Regions from separate parts of the Hordeum vulgare genome. Here regions 1 and 2 are each linked to region 3. A link is a contact called in public Hi-C and HiChIP or PLAC-seq data. All regions are on one chromosome and are shown on one strand. The core of a region is the stretch at or near the end of the contact, and the rest is flanking DNA. Distances in the headings are between cores, read along the strand shown. Region 1 holds the start of LOC123442938 (ubiquitin-conjugating enzyme E2 2-like). Region 2 holds the start of LOC123442943 (60S ribosomal protein L18a-like protein). Region 3 holds the start of LOC123439504 (17.5 kDa class II heat shock protein-like).

Region 1 (3,479 bases), core at 177-2,676, 460 kb after region 3:
AACTCTTCTATTCTATATAGGTACCTTTTACCAACACAACATGCTAACTTTGGAACTCAACTTCGTAACAAAGCCTACTTATATTATAAACTTAACTTGTGAGATACCTATCAAAGTACCTCTTTTTTCTCTGCTCAGCACTCTTATCACTATGACTATATGTCTAAGTAATTAAGTACTTGGTAATTATTCTGAAGAAAAACAGGTTCCGGTCATTTGTTTCGTTTTATATTCCACACTGCCTTATATGAATTATGTTGTATATCTATTATTTTCCTATTACAATAGACAAGGCACCATTCCAGCAGCCTCAGGACAGGAGTGCATGGACAGCAGTGGCATTGACAAAATACGACGTTAGGGTATCCATCGTGACGTTGTTTGGCACATAACCATCACGGTGCACCCCCATTTCGATGTCGGACCACACCCCTGCACCGCCACATCATTCCATATGTCGAACTCCCAATATTACGACATGAGATATCCAGGTTGGAATCACATTGCTAATCTTTGGTGGCCATGGCACCTAGCATGTAACAACCAAAACCAAGGGAGTCCAGCAAGGAAATTCTAGGATTCTAGGACATCATTGAAAAAGCTATTGCAACTACACTTATATCAACTAACCTCCGTCCCACGGGCTATCATCAGGGCTGCAAATCAACACGAGCAAATGCATGAGCACACCACAACCCAAAGACATTGAAGAGGAAAAGAAAGGAACGGCGCAACCATGTAATCCTAGCATCATTCATACCCAAAAATCACAGCATTCCACAGCATTATGTTGTTGTCCTGCGGCGCCCCGCTTATGCCCGCAGGAGGGTCCTGCATCAGCCGCTTGAAGTCCCTCATCAGCCTCTTCCTTGAAGGAGTCGACATCCTCAAAGTTATCTGCGAAAACCACACCGCCATGTGAGCACACCGCCACAAAACCCAGCAACCGACACATACCGGCGCAAACCTAAATTCTCGCGAACACCGGACATCAAATCTACGGACACGGAATTCGCTCGCGGCTCAAATCCTCCCTCCTCCGAGACAGCTGCTCGTGCCCCCGCCGTCCCGCGCACACGATTTTGACAAGAGAACAAGCGTATATCTAGGTCGAATCGGGAGCTCTAGCCTACGAATATCCCCAAAGCGAACCGAATCTGGGGAGCGAAGCGAGGAGGGCTCGAGCGATCTGGCAGGGGGGAGGGGATCGGTGGTCACCTGAGATGCGGCCGGCGGTGGTGGTGGAGATGTAGGCTCCCGCGTGCTCGTTGTCCTAGAGCATGGAGACGACGGGGTGGACGGCTTTAGGTCAGCCTGGGCGATGGAAGGGCAGGTCGGGGATGGAGAGGGGGCTATGTAGAGAGGAGGGCAAAAGGATTGGACAGGAGAGTCGAGGAAAGTCAGCGATGACAACACCGCCAGCCACTGGTCGATTCACGCACGCAAGACGCAAGTGATCCAAATATCCTGCCGAAAGGCACCTACTCAATTGTTTTCTCCCCTAATAATAAAGCGCGTAGCCATTCTGCCGTCCGTCGTGGCAATTTTACAGAAAACACTCTGTATTTTGTTGAAATCAACCCGCAGTCCTTCATTAAGTGGAAAAAAAACCTGTCCCGTTACCTCCGTCTTCCCCACCCCGCAGATCGAACCAGAGAGAGAAGAAGAGGGGAGCCACCGCCGCCCCCGCCGTCCCCGCCACAAGCCCCCGGCAAGCGCCGCCCCCGAGGAGGAGAGGCGAGAGAGGAGAGGGATTCGGCCGGAAGGTTCCGAGAGATGGCAGTCCCGGCGTTCTACAGGTGGCTGGCGGACCGGTACCCACAGACGGTGTCGGACGCGGAGGAGGAGGAGCCCATGGAGCTCGAGCCCGGGGCCTTCGTCCCCGTCGACCCCCACCACCCCAACCCCAACGGCCTCCAGGCCTCCGTCGTCACGCTGGCCGACCAGCTCTGCCGCCTCCACCTCGGGCAGATGCAGCCCATGCCCATGCCCATGGCGCGCCTCGCCTCCTCGGACGAGAAGCTCCGCCCCCTCCACGTCGGGCAGACGCAGGCGCAGGTCGTGCCGGCTCCCCCGGTGCTGCCCGCCTCCCCGGCCGAGAAGCACGCGGCGATGCCCAAGAGCATCTCCATCCGCTCCAAAGGCTACCTGAAGCATCGCGTGACGAAGCCGGTGAACGTCGGCTCGGTGAGATCATCGAAACCCAACCCCTCCATTCCCCCAACTCAATCCCGCGGCTCTGTGCCAGTCCAATCCATGACGCTCACGTGTTCGACCATTTGCTTGTGTCGACGCAATGACAGCAGCAGCGCGTGTTCGTGGGCGTGGACGGCGCGAAGGAGGAGGAGCACAAGGGCGGAAGCGATGGCGGGGAGAAGGGCGGTCAGGTCGCCACGGCTCCCGGCGGGTTGAAGTTCCAGGTGTTATATATGCCACATCAGAAAACAAGCAAAAAGCACAAAAATGGGAGACCTAAGTAACGCAAATTTTGATTTAGATGCACAGAGCAAACGACACTTGAGTCAACAGAGTTAGGACATACCGGCAAAAATGTGAATATTTGAGCTGCTTATCGGTGGGGTTGATCTGGGATTCTGGATCATCAGAGAGGTAAATTCATGTGTTGGAGGGTACTTTCGTACATGGTTTGTTATGTAAGTTATTCTGAATTGCTAGCTGACCTTCACGTTTCTCTAAAATTGTGCGCAACTGCCAGGGTATGATCCGTGCAGTGATTATCCTATCAATGGCTATCTCAATGATCCAGCAGTGCAGGACGCTTTCCACGCTAGGATGACAGAGTGGTCACCCTGCAAGTAATTAGATGAATGGACATTGATTTAGCATATACCGGTCAACGATTTTTCAATGATTTTCACCCACACGTCCGAAAGTTAACCGTGTGATTCATGCTTGCAGAAACTTCAAGTGGAAATATGCGCCAGTGACTATGCTGCCATCCATCAAGTTCTTGATCGAGAACAAGCTTCCCGTTTGGATATTCAGGTAGTAACAGATTAACATCAGTTATTATCAGACACCTAAAAAATATTTAGTTTTAGTAGTACGATAAAGTTTCCTGCATTTTACAGTGGTGATTTCGACTCTGTATGCCCTCTTCCGGCGACGAGGTACTCTATTCAAGACCTTGGCCTTCCTGTGACCACTCCATGGCGCCCATGGGTAGCAAAGGGGGAGGTAATTAAATCCCATCATCGAAAACATTATTCATCTACAATGTTCTGGTCACTCTGAAATTGACGGCTTCACTCACTGGTTAGGTGGCAGGATATGTTCAGCAGTACGCCGGAGGATTGACATTTCTATCAGTGAGAGGTGCCGGTCATCTTGTTCCGTCCTTCCAGCCTGAGAGAGCGCTGGTAATGTTGACCTCTTTCCTGAAAGGGATGCTTCCACCTTACATTACATAGAAGGTCGGTGAGTCATGCAGGAGTTGGCAATTGCTACTATGTGAAAAT
Region 2 (3,263 bases), core at 449-2,948, 310 kb before region 3:
CAGGCTCGGTTGTCCGGCCGCTTGAGTGTTTACCGTCGGCTCGTCATTTTCGCGTTCCTCCGCGATTGGTCCATGGCTTCCTTTTGAGTACGCGAGTATGGGAGAGTCTGTGCTTGAGGCAGTGACCATGTCTTGAGTGGATCAAATGATAGGTGAGCAAGGAGATATGTCACCTCGATTTCAATGGCACATGTACGGGCTCCCGTCATGGGACCACTTAGGGCATCCACAACGTTTAGAGGATGGCTTGCCTCTAAGCTGGGACCCACGTTGGATTATTAGAGTCAGCTTAAGATTACGCAGTGTATGCCAAATGTTCCCTGCCTCTAAGTTGTCGGCTCCTTTCCATCCTCTTGACATGGCACATGCATGCTCTCCTTCTATGACATGTAGGGCCAATGAATTATTTCATTTCATTGAAAGAATTGGAGGCTGCCTCCAAGCGTAGCGTCGATGCTAAACAAATTTAGCTTAGAGGCTGTTCTCACAGTATATAACGTCTGCCTCTATGGCCTTAGAGGTAGCAAAACATCACACTGTGGATGCTCTGATAGCTTGAGGTGTTGGTGATGTATCCATGGAGAAGATCATGGAATGCGCTGTATGAGATTTAGTTTTGAAGATCTCGACGCGAGAAATCCAACGATAAAAATGGTTCGAGATATGGATGCATGTTAAGAGATATAAAAAATTATATAAAAAACGAATCTCCGAAAAAGAAAAACTTCCACGTTGTGACAAATGACGCACATGCAATATAACAGATGTCACAACCATAGTTGATGGGAGTGTCTTTTATAAAAAGTATCCCTTAATTAATGATTTTGCCATATATCAGGTATTTCTAACATCTGAAAAAATATCTGGTGCTACCGGAGCACCTCACATTAGGTGCTTCCGCGCGACCTCGGTCGTCAATCTGAGATCTAATGGATGTGAACCAAAGCGCCATTTCATTAATGTTTGGAAGATTTTTATAAAACATTTATGCTGAATTTATCTTTTTTGTTTCTCGATGTGTATTTTCAGTTTTGATTTGAATTTTTTAGGGATTGTATGTTCATGTGATGTGAACATTCATATTTTTTAGGATTGTACGTTCATGTGATGTGAACATTCATATTTTTTAAGAATTTTTTGAAACATTTACATGTGGATTTTTAAAATTGGAAGCACTTAATGTAAGGTGGTTTCATAGCACCAGATATTCACCCCATTGACCAAAGGGAGACATCAAAACAGGTTCAAAAACCTCTGGTAAAATTTCTCTCTTCCTTTTAATATATACTCCCTCCGTACCTAAATATAAGTTTTTTAAGATATTTCACCAGGTGTCTACATACGAAACAAAATGAGTGAATTTATACCTTAAAATATGTCTACATACATCCGTATGTAGTCCATTAATGAAACTCTTAGAAAGACTTATACTCCCTCCGTCCAGAAATACTTGTCCTAAAAATAGATATAATGGATGTATCTATAACTAAAATAAATCTAGATACATTCATATCTAGTACAAGTATTTCTGGACGAAGGGAGTATTTAGGAACAGAGGGAGTATATGACGTGGTATTTTGACACAAACTGACCTTTTCCTCCCTCTTCCATTGACGACAGCGAACGAGTCGTTATCCGTGTGTTAAAAAGGGCCGCCCTCGTGTCTCCATCCCCTCTTTCACCAACGCGGCACATAGCGTGGCGGTAGGTGCACGAGACCCGCACCGCGCTGCGTGTCCACACACACGCATACGAACAACCGGTTGGACCTCCTCCTCCTCCTCGGCTCCACTTTCCTGCCTCTCCCGGTCTCCCCCTCGTCGCCTCTTCCAGTGCTCTCTACTGCTCGCTCTCCACCCCCACCCCGCTCTCGTCCGGCGTCGTCTCCCCCTTCCACCTCCCTCGCGGTTTGCCCCGCCGGCGGCGACGCGGACCTGCTGGTGCTGGTGCTGGTGCTGGGTCGGTTTCTTCTCTTGCGGGTAAGGAACCCTATCCTGTCCTGACTGAGTGGATTATCTTGTTCGTCTTGCGGTTACCTTCTTCCCTTTGCTGCGTGGCGGCCGGCGACCGAAGCCTGAATCCCCGTCGCGGTAGGTGCCGATTTGTCTGTCTGCTGCGTGGTGGACTGGTTGGTAGGTGCCCTTGCTAATCTAGTCCATCCACCCGTACCTGGTCTGCCTGCCTTAGCCGCTTCTTCTTCTTCAGCGCGCCAGACCGATCTGAGATGGCCCCGTAGCGCGGCCGCAGCTTATTTTGTATGAATTCGTTAGATTTGTTCTACTAACGGGAGTTGGAGTGTTAGAGTTCAGAGCAAGAGGAAATAGCTCAAAATGTTATGCTCTCCTAGTCTCGTCGGAAGCCGTAGTGTTCCTGACTGAGTACCCCTCTTGGATTGACTTCTGTATGCTAATATCTGGAATTCAGACACCTGCTGCTTCTGTATGTTAATATATTTGGAATTTGAGACACCTGCTGGTCACTGCTTTCCTCTTTGCCATGAAAGAGTACTTCCAATTGCTCACAACATCTGTCCCTACCGATTAGACTCATATGCGTGTTTATGCAGAAGAAATTACATTGTGGATATAATTTTCTCTCCGATGCAGCAAGATGACCCCATCCTGACACACTTGCAGGATTTATGTGCCAAGCTGGCTACTGTTCTGTTTTATTCCTCGGATCAGACTTGTTGAACTGATTCCAGCAAGGAGGAATCTGCCAAGCAGCTTGGTGTTAAGTTTGGATCTTCCCTAAACAGCTCTAGATTAAATGGGGGAAGGTAATTGCTTTTTCAACCTTGTATCTATCTTTTGCGTTAAACTTTTGAGATTTGTTTTGCCGCTAGATCGCTTATGTTATGCAGGATCTTTTCGCGTTAAACTTTTGAGATTTGTTTTGCCGCTAGATCGCTTATGTTATGCAGGATCTTTTCGCGTTAACCTTGAGATTTGTTTTGCCGCTAGATCGCTTATGTTATGCAGGATTTTTTGAGTTAAACTTAAGATTTCCTTCGCCGCTAGATCACTTACGTTGTGCAGGAGAACAGAACCCTTAGTCTGTCATTGTAAAAGACAGTAACATCTATTACGTGATGTTGACATACGTGGTAGCATAATAGTGTATAAACATCAGTGAGATATAACATAATTAGGATTCAGAGTTTACAGTTGTTCCTCTGTTTATTAGGGCTTTAGCTTGATCATGATGTGCATTATTTTTAATTTTGTTCATACGATTACTTCTTACTCCGAATCACACTTGGC
Region 3 (3,698 bases), core at 593-3,092:
TATCAAGAAATTTTCTAGTCACAAGTGGTGTATACGTTATCAAGCTTAGTAGGCACTTCACATCACATACATATTGATGTTAGAAAACAATAATAGAAAAATGGTTGATGCCTCTAATGCCATGAGCCTACGAGAGAATCAAGCTGTATCGCATGTGTAACATATCAACTCCATTGCAGCCAGTTAGGTTTCAGATGCAACCACTAGCTCTGTTGCGCCGCGAATTAAAATTTTGTTGCATCCCGCTTAACCTTCTTTTTTGATGAACAGGGATGCAACATCCCCGGTTCCATTTCTCAGGCTTATCCTTCTTTCTGCTGCCATTGCAGGTGAAGGGATGCGAGTCGCCGTACATGTCCACCAATGTGCGGGACAAGATAACTGGGAAGGATCTGTACGCGAGTAATCTCAACAGCCCACTGTCCAGACAGGATGACGGCGATTCTGATTCGGGCGCAGATACCATGTAAAACTTGCAACATGTTCGTCTCTTCATTTTCGTTGGAGATGTAATATGGCGCTCGGTCGGCCTGACATGTCGGGGACACAACATAAAATTTTGATAGCGGACCATCTTATTTTGTGTACCCAGTGGTGAAATTTTTGCTGGCTTCAAGATTGAACTGATTTTTCTGCTTTGTGGTATGGCTGTGCCCTGATACTTTGTAACAGAGGTCGGGGTACACATTCCTGGCCAAGGAAAAAAAACTGAAATCACGTTTAGATGTGCGCTGTTTTATTTCTGTCTAAATAAAGCCCTGCTAAAATCAGGCAGCTTCATTTTTTTCTTGGTCAAAATAAATAATTTTGAAGATAAATTCAAGATGCAGCATATCTCCAAATCAGCTTATATAAAATTTCTGGGAAAGGAGTATCTCAAATTTCCTCGTACATCAATCTCATATGTGTAATCGAATTTGGCGTCGATAGCGAGTTCTCCTAGCATAATGGGCAGATCGCAGGAGGCCTTAACATGATTCGTCAATCCCAAAAGCCAGACATCAAAACACACAGGATTTGTATAGCTGCTGAAAATTTCACCTGAGTTTGGCAATACAGTTCTTATTCAGGCAAAGCAGGAGAACATCTCGACTTCCATTAACGGAACATCACGAACAGACAGTACACACCCTCTCTCTCAGATAACCATGCTACTAGCAGACGAAATCAGGAGACAGGCACTCCACCACTTTATCACACTCTGCTTCGATTCGACGCGCACACGATGCGTCTCAGGCGACCTGGACCTGGATTGTCTTGGGCTTCTTGGGCTCGGGCGGCGGCAGCTTCTCGACGGTGACGGTGAGCACGCCGTTGCGGCACGCGGCGGAGATCTTCTCCATGTCGGCGTTCTCGGGGAGCACGAACTTGCGCATCATCTTGCCCATGCGACGCTCCATCCGCACGTACTTGGCGTCCTCCTTCTCCTCCCTCCGGCGCTCGCCGCTGATGACCAGCACCCGCTCGTCCTCCACCTGCACATTGATGTCGCCGGACCCGAGGCCCGGCATGTCCACCACGAACGCGTACGCGCCCGGCAGCTCCTTCACGTCGGCTGGGGTGGCCGCCATGGCGCGCGCGTCGCGGACATAGGCGCGCGTCGGGCCCTGCTTCTCGCCGCCGGCGGCACCAGCCTCGCCGTCTGGGATGTCCAGCAGGTGCTGCAGGGCGGTCATCACCGGGGTCTCCAAGCCGAACACCATGCCCGCCATTCTTGCTGGCTGATCTCGAGCTTGATCAATCTCCTCGGGTTGGACTGCGTTGGATTGCTTGTTGAATTTTGTGGAATGCTTTGGTGGTAATGCCACGGCGAGGAGGAGGGAGTTTATGTAGGTCGCCGGAGGGGGGGAGTCTTCTGGAAGGTAACGGAAACTTCTGAAAGGTGGTGGAACGAGCGCGGAGCATAGGGGAGTCCTTCGGCCGCTGATGGAGAAACTTCTAGAGGTTCCACCTTGGTAGCCTTGGGCCCCACATGTCATTCGGTGTAGCAGTTCTTTTTTAGATACGCAATAGACTTCTAATTAAAAAACGCATGCAGAGATTTTCTCTGGTTAAAGGGAATTTATTGAGAACTAATAGTAGCGAGAAAATTAATCTCTTTCTAATAATAAAGTAAATATTGCTTTTGTCGTCCGTCATTGAAATTACCCCTAAAGTTGATAAAAATTACCCACCAATGCCACCCGTAAGTACAAAAACGATTCGCTTTTCGGATTTCAGAAAACGCCGCCCTCTGTTGTGTTTATAAAGTATTGATATATAGATATACTAGTAACACAGTACTAGCACGATGGTCAGAGGTGCGGTCCTCTAGGCTAGAGACCAGGGCTCGATCCTTGATGTTCTACTTTTTCTCTACCTTTTTCTCATTTTTTTCATGGGCCGGCCCATGTGCAGCTCAGGGCATCCTGTTTAGTATTTTTTTCTTTACTTTTTATTTCCGTTTTAGTTTTTTCTTCTCTAAATTAATTCCAGATTTCAAAAGACCAACAATAACAATAAAAGTTGTCAGTTTGAAAAAATTAGGAAAAGATAAACTGTTTGTGTATTTACAAAATATTCAACAAGTCATAAAACACTCATGAGTTCAAAAATTGATCACATATTATACAACAAATCACGATTTCATATAAATTGTCATGAAATAAAAAAATGTTCATGATTTTTTTAAATCCGATATTCAAAGCATATTTAGGAATTTGGAAAACATGTCTATCAATTTTTAGAAAATGTTTGTAAAAATTAAAACACATATGTTAATAATGAACAAAACTAACTGTCGCTTACATAAAGGTTTTATTAGGAAACCTCTAGAGGTCGTTTTATGATTTTATTTAGTCCCTCGCGTCGGATAAAAAAAGGTTTCCGTGTTTTATAGTTTGCTCAGCTAAAAAATATTTTTTTTGTGACACCTTAACAAATCAAGCCGCGATGAGCATCATATTTTTAGTTTTTGAAATTATATTTTAAAAGTGCCTTATCTCATCATGACATCACTCAGATATACTTTGTGAAATAAAATTTCAAAAATCCTTATGCCATTATTGCATTGGATTCATAACATTTTATATCTATCACACGTGCATAACCTGATAGTTTTTTTTCCGTTGCAACGCACGGGCATTTTTGCTAGTCATAACAATATGATGTTTCAGACAATGTAATGATACATAAATAGTTTAGCGGTAGCCTTGGGCCCACATGTCATCCGGGATAGCAGAGAGATATTTTTTCTAGGATCGACATAGAGAGACGTTTGAAAAGAGAAGAGCATGTTTTTGTTCCTCAAGTTTTCAAAAAGTATAGACTTCTTTATCTATTAATAAAGCATCTATTGTTTCTGTGGTACGTCATTAAAATTGTCCCTAAAGTTTACATAAATTATCCACCATGCCACCGGTAAGTAATAAAAAACGTTTCACAAAGCGGAAAGTTTCGGACTGGGCCGGCCCATGTAAAAACCTCCTATATTACGCTCTACACCCTGGGAGAATATACACCACACCGTATGGACCGGCCCATGCACAGGCGCCAGTTTTTTAGTTCCGTTTATTTATTTATCTTCACTTCCATTTTATTTTTCTATTTCAAATAATTTAGAACTTAAAATAACTTTTAAACTTTTAATAAACTTAAAATTTTAAATCAACATATTTTAAAAAATAAAATGTTTGTAACTTCAAAAACTGCTCGGAGTT

Evidence for each region. A called contact is a pair of places that touch in the nucleus more often than the background predicts. HiChIP or PLAC-seq counts read pairs in DNA pulled down with a chosen protein or histone mark.
Region 1: a Hi-C map of seedling shows a contact between it and region 3, with 5 times the contacts expected there. The contact joins the promoter of LOC123442938 here to the promoter of LOC123439504 in region 3. A contact is called at or near these places in 2 of 6 Hi-C or Micro-C datasets (leaf and seedling).
Region 2: an H3K4me3 HiChIP or PLAC-seq map of embryo shows a contact between it and region 3, with 6 times the contacts expected there. The contact joins the promoter of LOC123442943 here to the promoter of LOC123439504 in region 3. A contact is called at or near these places in 2 of 6 Hi-C or Micro-C datasets (both in leaf) and 1 of 1 datasets of contacts at active chromatin or transcription factors (embryo).

The regions. Positions count from the first base shown.
Region 1 is chr3H:53,253,412-53,256,890 of MorexV3_pseudomolecules_assembly, reverse strand. LOC123442938 (ubiquitin-conjugating enzyme E2 2-like) reads right to left here and starts at 1,426. Exons shown (of 6, transcript XM_045119127.1): 1 at 1,219-1,426; 2 at 761-897; 3 at 631-656. The coding sequence starts at 885. LOC123441472 (zinc finger CCCH domain-containing protein 39-like) reads left to right here and starts at 1,777. Exons shown (of 3, transcript XM_045117896.1): 1 at 1,777-2,187; 2 at 2,304-2,420; 3 at 2,717-2,797. The coding sequence starts at 1,777. The coding sequence ends at 2,797.
Region 2 is chr3H:54,018,129-54,021,391 of MorexV3_pseudomolecules_assembly, reverse strand. LOC123442943 (60S ribosomal protein L18a-like protein) reads left to right here and starts at 1,698. Exons shown (of 5, transcript XM_045119137.1): 1 at 1,698-1,979; 2 at 2,637-2,779. The coding sequence starts at 2,770.
Region 3 is chr3H:53,709,271-53,712,968 of MorexV3_pseudomolecules_assembly, reverse strand. It overlaps LOC123439504 (17.5 kDa class II heat shock protein-like), which reads right to left and starts at 1,842. Exons shown (of 1, transcript XM_045116218.1): 1 at 1,002-1,842. The coding sequence starts at 1,712. The coding sequence ends at 1,233. LOC123442939 (polynucleotide 5'-hydroxyl-kinase NOL9-like) reads left to right here. Exons shown (of 9, transcript XM_045119128.1): 9 at 330-723. The coding sequence ends at 470.